Regions from separate parts of the Mus musculus genome. Here regions 1 and 2 are each linked to region 3. Evidence: chromatin contacts called from public HiChIP or PLAC-seq and capture Hi-C data. All regions are on one chromosome and are shown on one strand. The core of a region is the stretch at or near the end of the contact, and the rest is flanking DNA. Distances in the headings are between cores, read along the strand shown.

Region 1 (4,812 bases), core at 503-3,002, 250 kb before region 3:
AGCTCTGTGGCTGCACAGAATTCTACAAATATGAATGGAGTCTTCGCCAAGTGCCTGGGCCTGGGTGGCGCCCTGGGTATATCTCATGCCTCCCACATGGGGTCCCATCCTGAGGAAGGAAAAGTGATGCGGGGGGGGGGGGGGAGAGCCCAAGCTGTGCCCAAATGGAGAGCTGGGCAGGAATTTTCCAGGGGCTTAGGAGGACAGCAGGAGCCATGAGTGTGTGCGCAGCGGGAATAGGAGCATGATCAAATTGGCGTTCTAGAATTGATTCTTCTGGTCGTCTTTGATGGACATTTACACAGATGCAAGATGACAGGTGGACAAAGGACGTTCATTCCACTGCTGTGCTGTCTGGATAAGCAAAAGATGGCCGGTGACCTTTTATCCACTAGTGGGGGTCTGCTTAAATAGTGTGCCCCATTTACTGAGGAAGGCTCTGCCCCTGAGAATAAAGAGAGGGGAAGCTTGCTGTGTGTTGATGTGGAAAGATCCAGGAGAACTGGCAGACAGGGAAAAATGGAGATCTGTGTTTAAAGGGCAATGCCTTTGGAGAGAAATGGAGAAAGTAAGATGGTACGATTTTTTTGTTGTTGTTGTTATTTAACTTAAATATGTAGAGAAACTCCAAAAGCAATGCTGTCCAATAGAAGTTTCTGCAATGATGGAAATATTCTGTGCTTACACTAAAGACAAATAGATCCACAAGCTACTTCCAGTGCTGAATACCTGAATTTTTTACTTTATTTTATGTATCATCCCCACCCCAGCTTTTATAAACTGGGGAGAAAACCCAGGCTTGGTGTGTGTTAGGCAAGGCCTCTACCAACTGACCTAAATCCGTAGCATACTCCCTTTCCCATCAAAATAAGACCCTTATTATGTTTAAGACGGGGTCTCACTGTAGGATAATCTGGCCTCAAATGGTCTATCCTCCTGCCTCATCTTCCTGGGTGCTTAGTTTATAGACCTCTGTCTCCTTCCCAGGCTTCATTTCTTTTCTATCTTTTTTAAATTTTATTTTGTTTTGTTTTGTTTTGCTTTTTGTTTTTTGAAACAGAGTTTCTCTGTATAGCCCTGGCTGTCCTAGAACTCACTCTGTAGACCATGCTGGCCTCGAACTCAGACATCCGCCTGCCTCTGCCTCCTGAGTGCTGGGATTAAAGGCGTGCGCCATCATGCCCAGCCCCAGGCTTCATTTCTGTGCTAGTCTAGTCTACTGTTGTAATTAAACACTCTGAACAATAGCAATTTTTAAAATTTATTTATTTATTTAATGTATGCGAGTACACTGTTGCTGTCTTCAGACACACCAGAAGAGGGCATCTGATTCCATTACAGATGGTTGTGAGCCACCATGTGGTTGCTGGGATTTGAACTCAGGACCTCTGGAAGAGCAGTCAGTGCTCTTAGCCACTGAGCCACCTCTCCAGCCCCAACAATAGCAATTTAAGGAAGGAAGAGGGCCATTTAACTTCCCGTTCCAGGTTACAGTTCATCACTGAGGGAATTCAGGGCAAGATCTGAACAAAACCCATGGAGGAACACTGCTTACTGCCTTGCTTTCTGGCACACTGAACAGCTAGAGCTTGCTCATATAGGTTGGAGACCCACCTGCCTATGGATGGTGCACTCACCCACTAGAGCCCGCCCACATCTATCATCCACCATGACAGATGACCCACAGACAAGGCCACAGGCACCCTCTTTCCAAATGACTTTGGTTGTGTGTGTCAAATTAACCATAAAAACCGGCCAGCTCATTTGCTGAGTTAATAATCAACATGTGCCGAGCGTGAGCCAGGTGCTACAGGTCTATAATCCCAGTAAACTGGATGCAGAGGCAGGAAAATAAGATTTCAGATAGATAGGGCTCTCCTGTGTCTATAAGGACAGAGGTTAGAGAGAAGAAAGCATGGGTGACCAGCTGCTTGAGAGTGCTTTTAAAAGAGCTCACAGAATCCCTCGAAAGCCTGAGTATATTGGTAGCTCAATGGTACAGCGAGTGGTGTGAATTGCCCTGGTTCCGGCATTAGCACTTCAGAAAACTCCCACTCAAAAGTGGGAGCATAAATGATGAACCACACAGCAGGGTGACAGGGCAGTAAATTCACAGCTAGAGCCCTAAGCCTTACAGGAGAGAAGGTTCCCTGTCGTGAGAGCTGTCCTCCTGCCCATTCACAGAGTCCCTCAGAGCATTGTGAGTAAGGCCATCCTGCTCTCTGCAAGGATCATCTCTAGAATTATGTGGGCTACCCCACAATGTGAGGAGTTCATTTAAATTTCAATTTGCAGGTGGCTAGAGATATGGGCTCAGTGGTTAAGAGAACTCGAGAGGACAGCAAGGTCAGTTCCCAGCATCATGGGGACTCAGTCCAACTGGAACTCCAACTTCAGGGGATCTAATTCCCTCTTTGGGCATCAGGCACACATGTAATTCATAGACAAACACACTCACACAAAATAAATAAATCTAAAAACTTAAAGTGAGTGAGTGTGTGTGTGTATTTAAAGTTTGAAAATTGGGCTTAGTGGCACACGCCTTTAATCCCAACACTCTGGAGGCAAAAGCAGGTGGATCTCTGAGTTCCAGGCCAGCTTGATCTACAGAGCAAGTTCCAGGACAGCCAGGACTGCCTAGGGAAACCCTGTCTCAAACAAAACAAAATTAAACAAATCATATGCACACATATTTATCCATAAATTTATAGTTTGAAATGATTGTCAACAGGAAAACCTTCGTACTTTAAAGAACTTAATTGTGAAAAAGGACTTTACCTTACAGTCTCTTTTAAGTTGTTTGATCCTGTTTAAAACCATTAATCTCAAACTGATAATAAAGCACCTCCCAGTCACACTCCTCTCAGTCTGCCCACTCCATTACTGGAGGAGGGCAGGACAAGAACCTGGCTGGGGACAAGGGATGATCTCTTGGACCACCTTGATCCCTGGTTAAAGATGGTGACTCTTCACATCAGATTTTTGTCAACTTGGCACAAGTAGGGTTTTCTGGGAAGAAGGAACCTCAATTGAGAAAATGCCGCCATCAGGTTCGCCTCAGGCAAGCCTGCAGAGACATTTTCTGGATTAACGATTAACAAGGGAGGGCCCAACCTACATTGCAAGGTGCTGCTCCTGTGCAGGTGATCTCGGGTTGTATAAAAAAGCAAACTGAACAAGCCTAAAGCAAGCCAGTGACAAAAGACCCTCCATGCCCTAGCTCCTGTAAGCCAAACTAACTTTAGTTAATTTTGGTCATGGGGGTCTGTTGTCATTGGGGTTTTATTGCTGTGAACAGACACCATGATCAAGGCAAATCTTATAAAAAACATTTAATTAGGGCTGGCTTACAGGTTCAGAAGTTCAGTCCATTATCATCAAGGTGAGAGCATGGCAGTATCTAGGCAGGCACGGGGCAGGCAGAACTGAGAGTTCTACATCTCCATCTGAAGGCTGCTAGTGGAAGACTGGCTTCCAGGCAGCTAGGACTAGGGTATGATAGCCCACACCCACTGTGACACATCTACTCAAACAAGGACACACCTTCTCATAGTGTCACTCCCTGGCCCAAGCATATACAAACTATTGCAAGGGGCAAGAACAGAAATGGATTCAGGGCTGCTTGGAAGGATTCCATGACTTCTCAGACACTAGCAGAGAATGAGAGGAGAGTCCTGGGTGATGGAGGTGCCACCTTCAGACTGGAGAAGGGCACCCTTGAATCTTGTTCTGTGTTCATGTTTATAGTTTGTTATTGCTTTTATTTAGATTATTTATTACAGTTATTTATTATGTGAGTGTTCTGTTCTTTGGGTTTTTTTTTTTTTTTGTCTTGGTTTGTTTTGGGTTTTTTTGTTTGTTTTGGTTTTTTTTTTGTTTTTTGTTTTTTTTTTTTTAGAGACAGGGTTTCTCTGTGTAGCTCTGGGTGTCCTGGAACTCACTTTGTAGACCAGGTTGGCCTCGAAATCAGAAATCTGCCTGTCTCTGCCTCCTGAGTGCTGTGCTGTGATTAAAGGTGTGCACCACCACGCCTGGCTTGTTCTTTGTTTTTTTTTTTTTTTTGTTTTTTTTGTTTTTTTTTTACAGGTTCAGCTCTTTATTGGCCAACTTAACAAAAGCAGTTTAGTCAAAAAGACCGAAGCCCATGTCATCTTCAGACTCCTCGGACTCTTCCTTCTTTGCCTCCACTTTCTTCTCCTCAGCTGGGGCAGCGGCAGTGGACAGAGCAGCACCACCAGCAGGCGCAGCTCCAGCTGCTGGAGCGGGCCCACCAGCCCCTACATTGCAGATGAGGCTCCCAATGTTGACATTGGCCAGAGCCTTGGCAAACAAGCCAGGCCAGAAAGGTTCGACGCTGACACCAGCTGCTTTAATGAGGGCATTGATCTTATCCTCCGTGACCGTCACCTCGTCGCCGTGCAGGATGAGGGCGGAGTAGATGCAAGCGAGCTCGGAGACAGAAGCCATGCTGTAGACTGCCGGCACGGTGCTAGTCGCCGGATGAAGTGAGGGCCTCACCCCAACGCGGCCTTAGCTTCCTCGGAAGGACCGAGCACCTTGGCGGCAGCTGAGGAAAAGGTTCTTTGGGCTTTTTTTTTTTTTTTAAAGATCTATTTATTGATTATATGTAAGTACACTGTAGCTGTCTTCAGACACTCCAGAAGAGGGCGTCAGATCTTGTTACAGATGGCTGTGAGCCACCATGTGGTTGCTGGGATTTGAACTGTGGACCTTCGGAAGAGCAGTCGGGTGCTCTTACCCACTGAGCCATCTCACCAGCCCGGAAAAGGTTCTTTGGGGTTTTAATTAATT
Region 2 (4,201 bases), core at 1,647-4,146, 180 kb after region 3:
TGCTCAGGTGGTGAGAGTTCTTGTTGTGAGCACACATGAGCTCAGATCCCAGCACCCAGAGAGGAAGCCTGTAGCCCCCATGTTATAGAAGGATGAGACAGGAGGATTGCTAGGACTTTCTGGCCATAAAGTAACTCTAGGTGCAGTAGGAGATCCTGTATCAAGGGAATAAATAAGGTCATAGAACAGAACACCTGATGTCCCTCCACATACGTTCATGTACACACACACAGCCCAAGCTCACTCGCTCATATTCTCTCTCTCTCTCTCTCTCTCTCTCTCTCTCTCTCTCACACACACACACACACACACACACAGCACAGCACAGCACAAATTATCAGCTTTATCCATCTTTTTAAGATTCTACATGATGAAATATGAATTATTAAGCTGAGAAATTGCTTGTACTTCATTCTGAAGTATGATCTGGTGAGCCATGCTGCAAGGAAAAGGGCTGGTGTTCCTGAGTCCTGAGCTGAGCTCCAGCTGCTCCTCATGAACTTCAGTTTCCCCTTGGAGGAGGGACTGATTAATAGCCCACCATGCTCAGTTCTGTGTCTAAAATGACTGAAGTGCTCTGTCATCTAAGGAAAACACTGGTGCTAATTGTTGCCTGTGATAAAAATCTGTTTTTCAAGGGAAATTATAAATCCGGATAAGGTTTCGATGCTGCATATAAGGAGAGCATGCATGTTTTGGATTTTTTTGTGATGCTCATTTCATTTGATATAAAATCCTCAAAGTTCATCCATGTGATAGCTGATGATAGGACTTCCTCTCCTAGTTCACTGAATGGGACGTGCCATTGTTTGTTTTGTGTGTGGTGTTTTGATTTGTTTTAGGCCGGCCTGAAATTAAGCATTTTTTTCTGTAAATGAATGTTTTGCCTCTATGTATGTCTGTGAATCATGTGTGTGCCTGGTGCCTATGGAAGACAAAAGAGGGTATAGGAGATGGTTTTGAACTGCCATCTATCAAACCCAGGTCCTCTGGAAGAGTAGCAGGTGTTCTTAACCTGAGTCATCTCTCTAGCCCCCGAAGAATTTTCTGCATCTCTTTTTCTGTTGGTAGGTATTTTCTTTCTTTCTTTTTTTTTAAAGATTTATTCATTTATTATATGTAAGTACACTGTAGCTGTCTTCAGACACTCCAGAAGAGGGAGTCAGATCTCGTTACGGATGGTTGTGAGCCACCATGTGGTTGCTGGGATTTGAACTCCGGACCTTCAGAAGAGCAGTCGGGTGCTCTTACCCACTGAGCCATTCTCACCAGCCCGGTATTTTCTTTATGAAGACAGTAAGTAATATCCTGCCTCCTGTGACACCAGGGACTATTCTATCAGATTAAAGGATATCAAAATATCATAATTTGGGGCTGGAGAGATGACTCAGTGGTTAAGAGCACCGACTGCTCTTCCAGAGGTTCCTGAGTTCAATTCCCAGCAACCACATGTTGGCTCACAACCATCTGTAATGAGGTCTGGTGTCCTCTTCTGGTGTGTCTGAAGAGAGCAATGGTGGTGTACTCATATGCATAAAATAAATAAATAAATCTTTTAAAAAATATCATAATTTGGCTTTGAAATGCATTCATCCAAAAACTGTTGAAGGTAATGATCACCTTAGCTTTCTGTTCTATTTGTGGTCCTAGGTTGGTTCATTCAGGTTCTGGATGTCGGTCACCCTCCCTTGGATCTGACCTGACCTTTGCTACCAGGACAGGCTCTCGGCAGGGCATTGAGATGCATCTCTTCAGGGTTGAAACTCATCGGGATTTGTCGACCTGGACCAGAATACTTGTTCAGGGCTGCCATGCTGCTGCTGAGCTGATCAAGGAAGTCTCCCTAGGTAGAGATACTTTTGTTTGGCCTTCCTATCTATCTCTCTCTCTCTTTTTCTTTTTCCCCTCCCTTCTTCCCTCCCTCTCCCTCTCCCTCTCCCTCTCCCTCTCCCTCTCCCTCTCCCTCTCTCTCTCTCTCTCTCTCTCTCTCTCTCTCTCTCTCTCTCTCCCCCTCCCTCCCTCCCTCCTTCCTAACTTCCTTCCTTCCTGCTTGTTTTTGACAGGGTCTCACACAGCCCAGCCTGGCACTCTTGATCCCCTGCCTCACCTCCCCAGTGCTGGGGTCACAGGTGTGCACTCTCATTCCTGGTCCTGGATTCTAACCATAATTATTAGTTTTTTCAAGCCTTATCTTTATCAGTGTGTGCACATTTCCTTGTGTGTACATACATGCCATGAGTGTGCAGGTGCCCCATGAGACCAGAAAAGGGCAGACAGTGAAACAGAATTTGCTTTTGTGGGTGCTGAGAATCAAATTGGAATCCTTTAGAAAACCAAAGGATGAACCTTTAAAAGCTAAACCATCTCTCCTGCCCTCTAATAGTAATTAGGTGAAGTTACTCAGCTGTAAAGTAAAACCATTGTTTTGCATACTGATTGTAAGCTATTAAAACACGGTAGCTGAAGTGGTGGTGGAGGAAAGAAATCTGTTATCTGTCTAAGTACCAGACCTTTCCCATGCCTGCCATGTAGCACTGACCACCATACTACCACGTGGCTTTTTCACTGTGTATCATTGTAATCTACATTTAATAGTGTAAGAACCCAGGCAATAAGAATTAGATGCACTGACTACAGTTAAGAAGATTTGGCACTTAAGGCCATCCATACGCCCTCAAATACAAGTATCTGGCAGTTTGTGGCTGTGGAAAATAACGTGTATGGAGTAGGAGTTTCTCTTCAAAAGCTTGAAAATGTCTGTCCAACATTCAGGAGTTGGTTGCCTCATTTCCACTCTGGGCGCTCCCTCTAGTGGCGAGTCCCTGCTGGTTGCTTTGTTCCACAGTGGATGTGCCCCTGGTGGCAGACATTATGAACTTGGTGTTTCATATACACTCTGTAAACATACAGGTATTCCAGTTTGCCCTTCCGTTTCATGAAACAAGGGTCAGTGTGGCTTATATACAGGCAGTGCCTTAAGCCCCTCCTTCCCTCTCCAGATGACTCATACTCCTGACCGGATTAAATACCTGAAGGACAGACAGTATCAGTCCCCTTCATTCATTAAATCAACAAATATTTGCTGAGCACTATTTAGCAAGAGCTAGGCTTTATAATGATAGAGATAAAGTAAATAAGATCTACTCCCTGTCCCTGACCAGAGAGATGTGAGGAGAGGACAGACGCCATCCTGTTGTTCTCTGTAGTTAGTTTGTGGAGAGACTAATAAGGCGTTTTTTTCTTACACCATTGACCAGGGATGCTACCCCAGCCGTTCATAATTTGTTGTTTTTAAAAGTTTCTACTTACCAGTGAGCATAAATTCCTGGTGTTTTCCTCTAGTAATATAATAGTCACCTTAGTTGTCAATTTCTGGGGCCTACTCCCTTCGAAGTTGTCCTATAATGCTCAAAAAGCCTGAGTCAATCAGAGTGTCTGTCTGTCTGTCTCTCTCTCTCTCTCTCTCTCTCCCTACCCCCACCCCATGTGATGTGTGTGTGTGTGTGTGTATGTGTGTGTGTCTCCCCTCCCTCCTTTCCTCCCCCTCTTGCTTTGATCTGTCTCCTGCTGTGCTATAGGGTCAGGTCAAAGGACTCTCCAGAAACATTGAAACCACTTAAAACTACAAAACTAAACAACTGATCCCAGTAGCAGGATTTGTAGAAAACATTATTAGGAGGTCTCTCAACACCAGTCTTTGATTTTAAGAAATACAGACTGGGAGATGGGAAGCAGAGCTCAGTATCGCCATGGAGAGGCCTGGGATTCGGGCTTCAGCACTACAGAAAGAATAAACAAACAGGCATGGGCTGGGAAGGTGAATGCTTGCCACACAACATGAAGGCCCAAGTTCAGTTACCAGAACCCATGTAGACATCCAGCTGCACTGGCTCGTGTGTGTACGTCCCATGTAGACATCCAGCTGCACTGGCTCGTGTGTGTACGTCCCATGTAGACATCCAGCTGCACTGGCTCGTGTGTGTACTTCCCATGTAGACATCCAGCTGCACTGGCTCGTGTGTGTACTTCCAGGGCTGGGCAGGTCAAGGCAGGGATCCCTAGGACTCACTGGCCAGCCAGTCTAGCCAAATAGGTGAGCCCAGACCAAGGAGAGACCTTGTTTCCAAAACATAAGGTGGATAGCACCTGGGGAGGACCAATTCATAAGGTCTCTACACACAGGTACCTGTGCATGCACACA
Region 3 (4,634 bases), core at 744-3,243:
CTCGTACTTGAAACTGGCTGTGCTGACTTCCCAGAGTGGACACTAGGTTTGCAGGGCTGGGTGGGCAGCAGAGGGGAAGGAGTCTCTCTCTCCTCCTAACCCTGTGCTGCACAGAGGCTTAAGAACATCTGGCCGGGAACTGACACTCCTTAGCTAGGTCCTAGCACCTACCATGACCAGTCCCTCCTTCCTCTGATGTGAAGTTCCGAAAGACGAGCACCTAACACCCTTTCCCTAGGTTTAGAGAGAATCTTGCATTTTGACCTTTCCTTTTTTCAAAAACTCCCTGGTTCCATCCATGAATTTCCAATCAGATTATGACCTTTTCCAGGAAAGCTTGTCTATACCAAACCTCTGCCACTAAATCTCAGCTTCTTCTTTTTTTTTTTTGATTTTCCGAGACAGGGTTTCCCTGTGTAGCGCTGGCTGTCCTGGAACTCACTTCGAGGCTGGCCTTGAACTCTGAAATCCACCTGCCTCTGCCTCCCAAGTGCCAGACTGCTCCTGAGGACTGTGACTGAGAGAGACAGTTGGAGGCCTGTAGGTAATTATGCAACCCTGATTCCTCTTGACTTCTCCCATCTCCCTCCTAGGTGACAGCCTGCCTGATTGCTGTGGCTAAGACAGACAATGATGTTCAAGTGCGCAGAGCTGCAGTCCACGTAGTTGTGCTGCTGCTTCGGGGACTCAGCCAGAAAGCAACAGAGGTAAGCCCGCCTCCCCTTCCTTCCGTTGTCCTGATATCCAGTCTTCTTGTACAGGTCCAGCTCAACCCTTTTCTTAGATATGAGCTGGTCAACAGAGTTTTCATCATTTGCATCTCCAGCTAGAGTCTCTGCAGTGCATTAGAGTTGCACGGTAACTGACTCAGGAAAACCACACAGGCTTACCGAGGCCCTGAGTCCTGGCACTCTCGCGGGGCAGGTTCCAAGGTGAGCTTGGAGTGCAGTCACCGTGCTCTGCAGTCTGAACTCTGGTGAGTGGTATTTCTGACTCACTCCGTTGTTCATGCTTAGGCACAAGAGGCTTCATGTCAGAGACTGGCTTCCTTGCCAGGCCTGACTTCAGTCCATACTTCCACTGTGGCACTTTTTTCTTCCTTCAGGGGGTTTGATTGGACCTCTCCCTGGTGTATAGCTAATATAGGAAGAAAGTTTATGCATCCGAATGTGTGCCTAGATCAAGTGACCTCAAATTAATTTCTTTCTTGCTTCTAATGGAACCGCCTTCCCAGCTGATTTCAGATAGAGCCTGCATTAATAATTCACTTGCTGGCACACACAGACTCATCTGTGGCCTGCACATCAGTATTTAACCAAACCTCCAGGAAGCCATTGTGAGAGTGATTGTTCTGCCACACAGAACAGCTTTATTCATGCTTATAGTTACCGTGTCAGGTTGCGGAGGCCTGTTTGTACATGTAGGCACTCTCAGTCACCCTCTTCCCACCTCACACAGCCATGCTTCCTCCATCAGTACCTCCTTGCCATTGTTCAGCCCGGCAGCTGAACTTCCAAAGGGCCACTTCCCTGATCGTCACCCTCAGCTGCGCCTCTCTGCCTGCCCGCCTTCTCATGCGCCCTGTCTGTGGTGCGGGTTGGCCTGAATGAGCTCATGTGGCATGAACTTGTTTTAAAAGCCTGACTATCGTGGCCTCAACAAGTAAGGATCTGTTTTTGTCAAGTCTCAGGAACCAAGGATAGCAGGAGAGACAGTTCTAGGCACATTTACACCCTTTGGGGGGGGGGGCAGTTTCCTAGAATCACCACCCCTACCCCACCCCAACTTACTTTTGTTTTATTCATTAGCCAGAATGCTCACCTAACCACTCCCCACTGTAAGGTATCTCCATGTTGCAGTTAGCTGGCACATTTCTGCTTGGAACAGAATCAAAGTTTAGTTAGCAAAAAGGAAGGCAGGAAATGGATATTGGGACTGTGGCTAATAGTGACTCAAAGGACGTGGGGAGAAGGGTCTGGCTGAGTCACCAAGCTTCTCTAGAGGAGCAGTGTGCAGTGATGGAGTTCTCAGGGACGCGTGCACCATGACCTGACAATTCATAGAATTAAATGAATTATAAATTCTCAACAAAACACAGCTCTTATGGAAAACCTGTTGTACACATGAGAATTAAGAAACATCTGTGTTAGGTGGGTGGTGGTGCACGCCTTTAATTGTAGCACCAAGGGGCAGAGGCAGGTGGATCTCTGAGTTCCAGGCTAGCCTGGTCTGCAGAGCAGCCAAGGCCACACAGAGAAACCCTGTCTCAAAACAATACAATGCAATACAATACAAGAGAAAAGAAAAAGAAAGGTTTGCTGTTTTCTGTCTTAGTTAAGATCCACAGGGCTGGGATGTAGCTCAGCGGTCTAGCACCTGCCCAGCACTCAGCACAGGAAAAGCCCTAGACTCAATCACCAACCACTCAAGAAACAACTTAGGCTAGGCTTAGTGTCAGATATTTAAAATCCAGCATTTAGGAAGCAAGGCCGGTGGATCATGAGTTTAAGGATAGCCTGGGCTACAGAGCAAGAGCCTACCTCAAGCACAACACAACTTGTGAAGCTTTTGGCAAATATATCATGGTCCCCGTGTTGTTCTTGTTGCTGTTTTTTTTTTCCTTTTGGGGCCAGGGGTTGATTTACATGTTCTAGTCTGCACTAAACTATGTCCCTACTCAATATCACTATTCATATAAATTGCTAATAACTGGGAAGATGGGGTGAGGGGAATATCGGGACTCTATATTAAAATCTTCTATAAGCCTAAAATTAATTAACAATAAAAGTCGGTTTAAAGGCTGGACACATGGCTCAGTAGTTAAGATCATGCGCTGTTCTTGCATAGGGCCCAAGTTTCATTTCCAGTACCCATATTAGTCAGCACCCTGCTTCCTGTAACTCCAGCTTCAGCCAGTAGGATATATATCTGACCTCAGGCACACACAGATACACATCTACACACAAATAAATAATAAAATATATTTAATATTAAGTTACAGCTTTGTAAGGAGAAATCTAAGCTCAGTGTGTTGGTTTACCCTCGTAATCCCAAAACTTGGAAGCTAGAAGCAGGAGGGACAGGGGTTAAAGTTCATTGTCTGCTACAGAACAGGAGCTCCTGGGCCGCATGCATTCAATGAAGCGGATCTCTGAGACTCTAGCTGTGGAGTGTAGCTTACTTGGAAACCTCATACTTCGTGGTTAAAGGCCCTGATTTTGACCCCTAAGGCCCAAAAAGAAAAAATTCTGTTAGTTCATGAATCCTTAGCAAGTGTGAGTTACAGTATGCACACATGAACACACACAAAGGAGAATGTGTATGTGTGTGTGAGTTAGAGAGAAATGATGGGCTTGCACAGTGAAAGATGAAGCGGAAACTCCAAGCCAGCTGTGCTGTCGTGTGCCTGTGATCCTGGCACTCAGGGGTTGAGAGCAGGAGGATCAGGTGGCTGCGCTGGCTACATGGCAAGGTCAAGACTGACATGGGTTACAGGAAGGGAAATGAACGGAAACATTATCCTGGTGTCTCTCGTCTGTAACTAGCTAATGGAAGCAGCACTCTACCTCGTCGAACAGGAATCAGCCTGTGGTCTTGCAGATCTTTGTCACTTTCAAAATGTGGTGTAGACAGGAAATGCCTCTCCTGTTCTCCAAGCCTCATTCTACTCGCACTCACTGAAACTTATAGGTTGTGCTTACGCAGTGAGTGAAGGAAAGGAAGGAGGACGGAAAGACTGTCTCCCCACTGCATCCCTGAGACCAGGTGTGTGGAATCTTGTAAGCGTGGTGTGATTACACCCGGGGCGCTGTAATGAGTGGAGACACTGGCCAGAGCTCACGCTGACATTTCTCCTTGGAGCTGTTTTGCCCCCCAGGAACAGCTGAAGTGAAAACCCTGCTCTGTTGGTGAAGTTGTGTATTTTCTGTTCTGTCCCGCTCCATCACTGTCTCTACAGCTACAGCCAGAAGACAATGCTGGGTTTCATCTGTTGCTCATGGATGTGAAGCCCAGAACCTGTGGTGATGGCATCTGGACAGGGAGGGAGAGGGATAGAGCAGGATAAAGAGGGAAGCCACCACTGCTCTTAGTTCACGAGGCAGTTTTTAGCTCATTCCCATTTGAAAGTAGCCAGAGTTTTGTTTTGTGGCAGTCAACCCAAAATCTGTATGCACTTTCTCATAGGGGGGAAGATGGGTCTCTTCTTAACTTTGTTTTAGCTTTAGATGGTATCTATTTAATTTACAGCATGACAGTTAATAAGCCAGAAGTTACCTTCTTTAAACTCCTATCTACCTAACCTTATTGAAGGATAAATTTGCTAAGAATACCCAGGAGAGGCGGCATGGCCTGTTCGGACCTGTAACTAGTGTTGCTTTCAGAGGTAAGAACAGCCTTCTTGACACAGAAAGAGCGAGCTGGGCAACAGGGTAAAGAGGTGGCACGTGACTCCCACCCTCTTCCCATGTTTGATCTCTGCCCAGGGACTTGCTCGTTCTATGCAGTAGTCTAGAATATACACATTCATAAATTTATTCCAAAAACAGTAATTAGGGCAGTGGACGTTGGGCACTGTCCTGTGACGCTGGCACTGCTTCCCAGAGCAGCCACACAGTCTGTGTGATACAGTGAGC

Evidence for each region. HiChIP or PLAC-seq counts read pairs in DNA pulled down with a chosen protein or histone mark. Capture Hi-C pulls out chosen DNA fragments and counts their contacts.
Region 1: a contact with region 3 is called in a FOXA1 HiChIP or PLAC-seq map of pancreatic cancer cells. The contact joins two enhancer-like sites. A contact is called at or near these places in 1 of 484 Hi-C or Micro-C datasets (embryonic stem cells) and 2 of 115 datasets of contacts at active chromatin or transcription factors (microglia and pancreatic cancer cells).
Region 2: a contact with region 3 is called in a capture Hi-C map of embryonic stem cells, with 2.7 times the contacts expected there. The contact joins two enhancer-like sites. A contact is called at or near these places in 1 of 484 Hi-C or Micro-C datasets (CD4 T cells) and 1 of 9 other capture datasets (embryonic stem cells).

Annotation. Positions count from the first base shown.
Region 1 is chr8:106,568,884-106,573,695 of GRCm38.p6, forward strand. It overlaps the pseudogene Gm10073. Among named protein-coding and RNA genes, the nearest start is that of 1110028F18Rik, 16 kb to the right of the region's middle. Within about 2 kb of position 1,753, at least 35 of the 459 cell types and tissues checked have an H3K27ac peak or open chromatin away from gene starts, as enhancers often do. A contact at or near this core is called in pancreatic cancer cells, where this site is marked.
Region 2 is chr8:106,999,860-107,004,060 of GRCm38.p6, forward strand. It overlaps Sntb2 (syntrophin, basic 2), which reads left to right. Exons shown (of 7, transcript NM_009229.5): 5 at 1,651-1,847. Among named protein-coding and RNA genes, the nearest start is that of Gm22085, 7.7 kb to the right of the region's middle. Within about 2 kb of position 2,897, at least 41 of the 459 cell types and tissues checked have an H3K27ac peak or open chromatin away from gene starts, as enhancers often do. A contact at or near this core is called in embryonic stem cells, where this site is marked.
Region 3 is chr8:106,817,863-106,822,496 of GRCm38.p6, forward strand. It overlaps Tango6 (transport and golgi organization 6), which reads left to right. Exons shown (of 18, transcript NM_173037.1): 17 at 594-707. Among named protein-coding and RNA genes, the nearest start is that of Gm34197, 27 kb to the right of the region's middle. Within about 2 kb of position 1,994, at least 59 of the 459 cell types and tissues checked have an H3K27ac peak or open chromatin away from gene starts, as enhancers often do. A contact at or near this core is called in embryonic stem cells and pancreatic cancer cells, where this site is marked.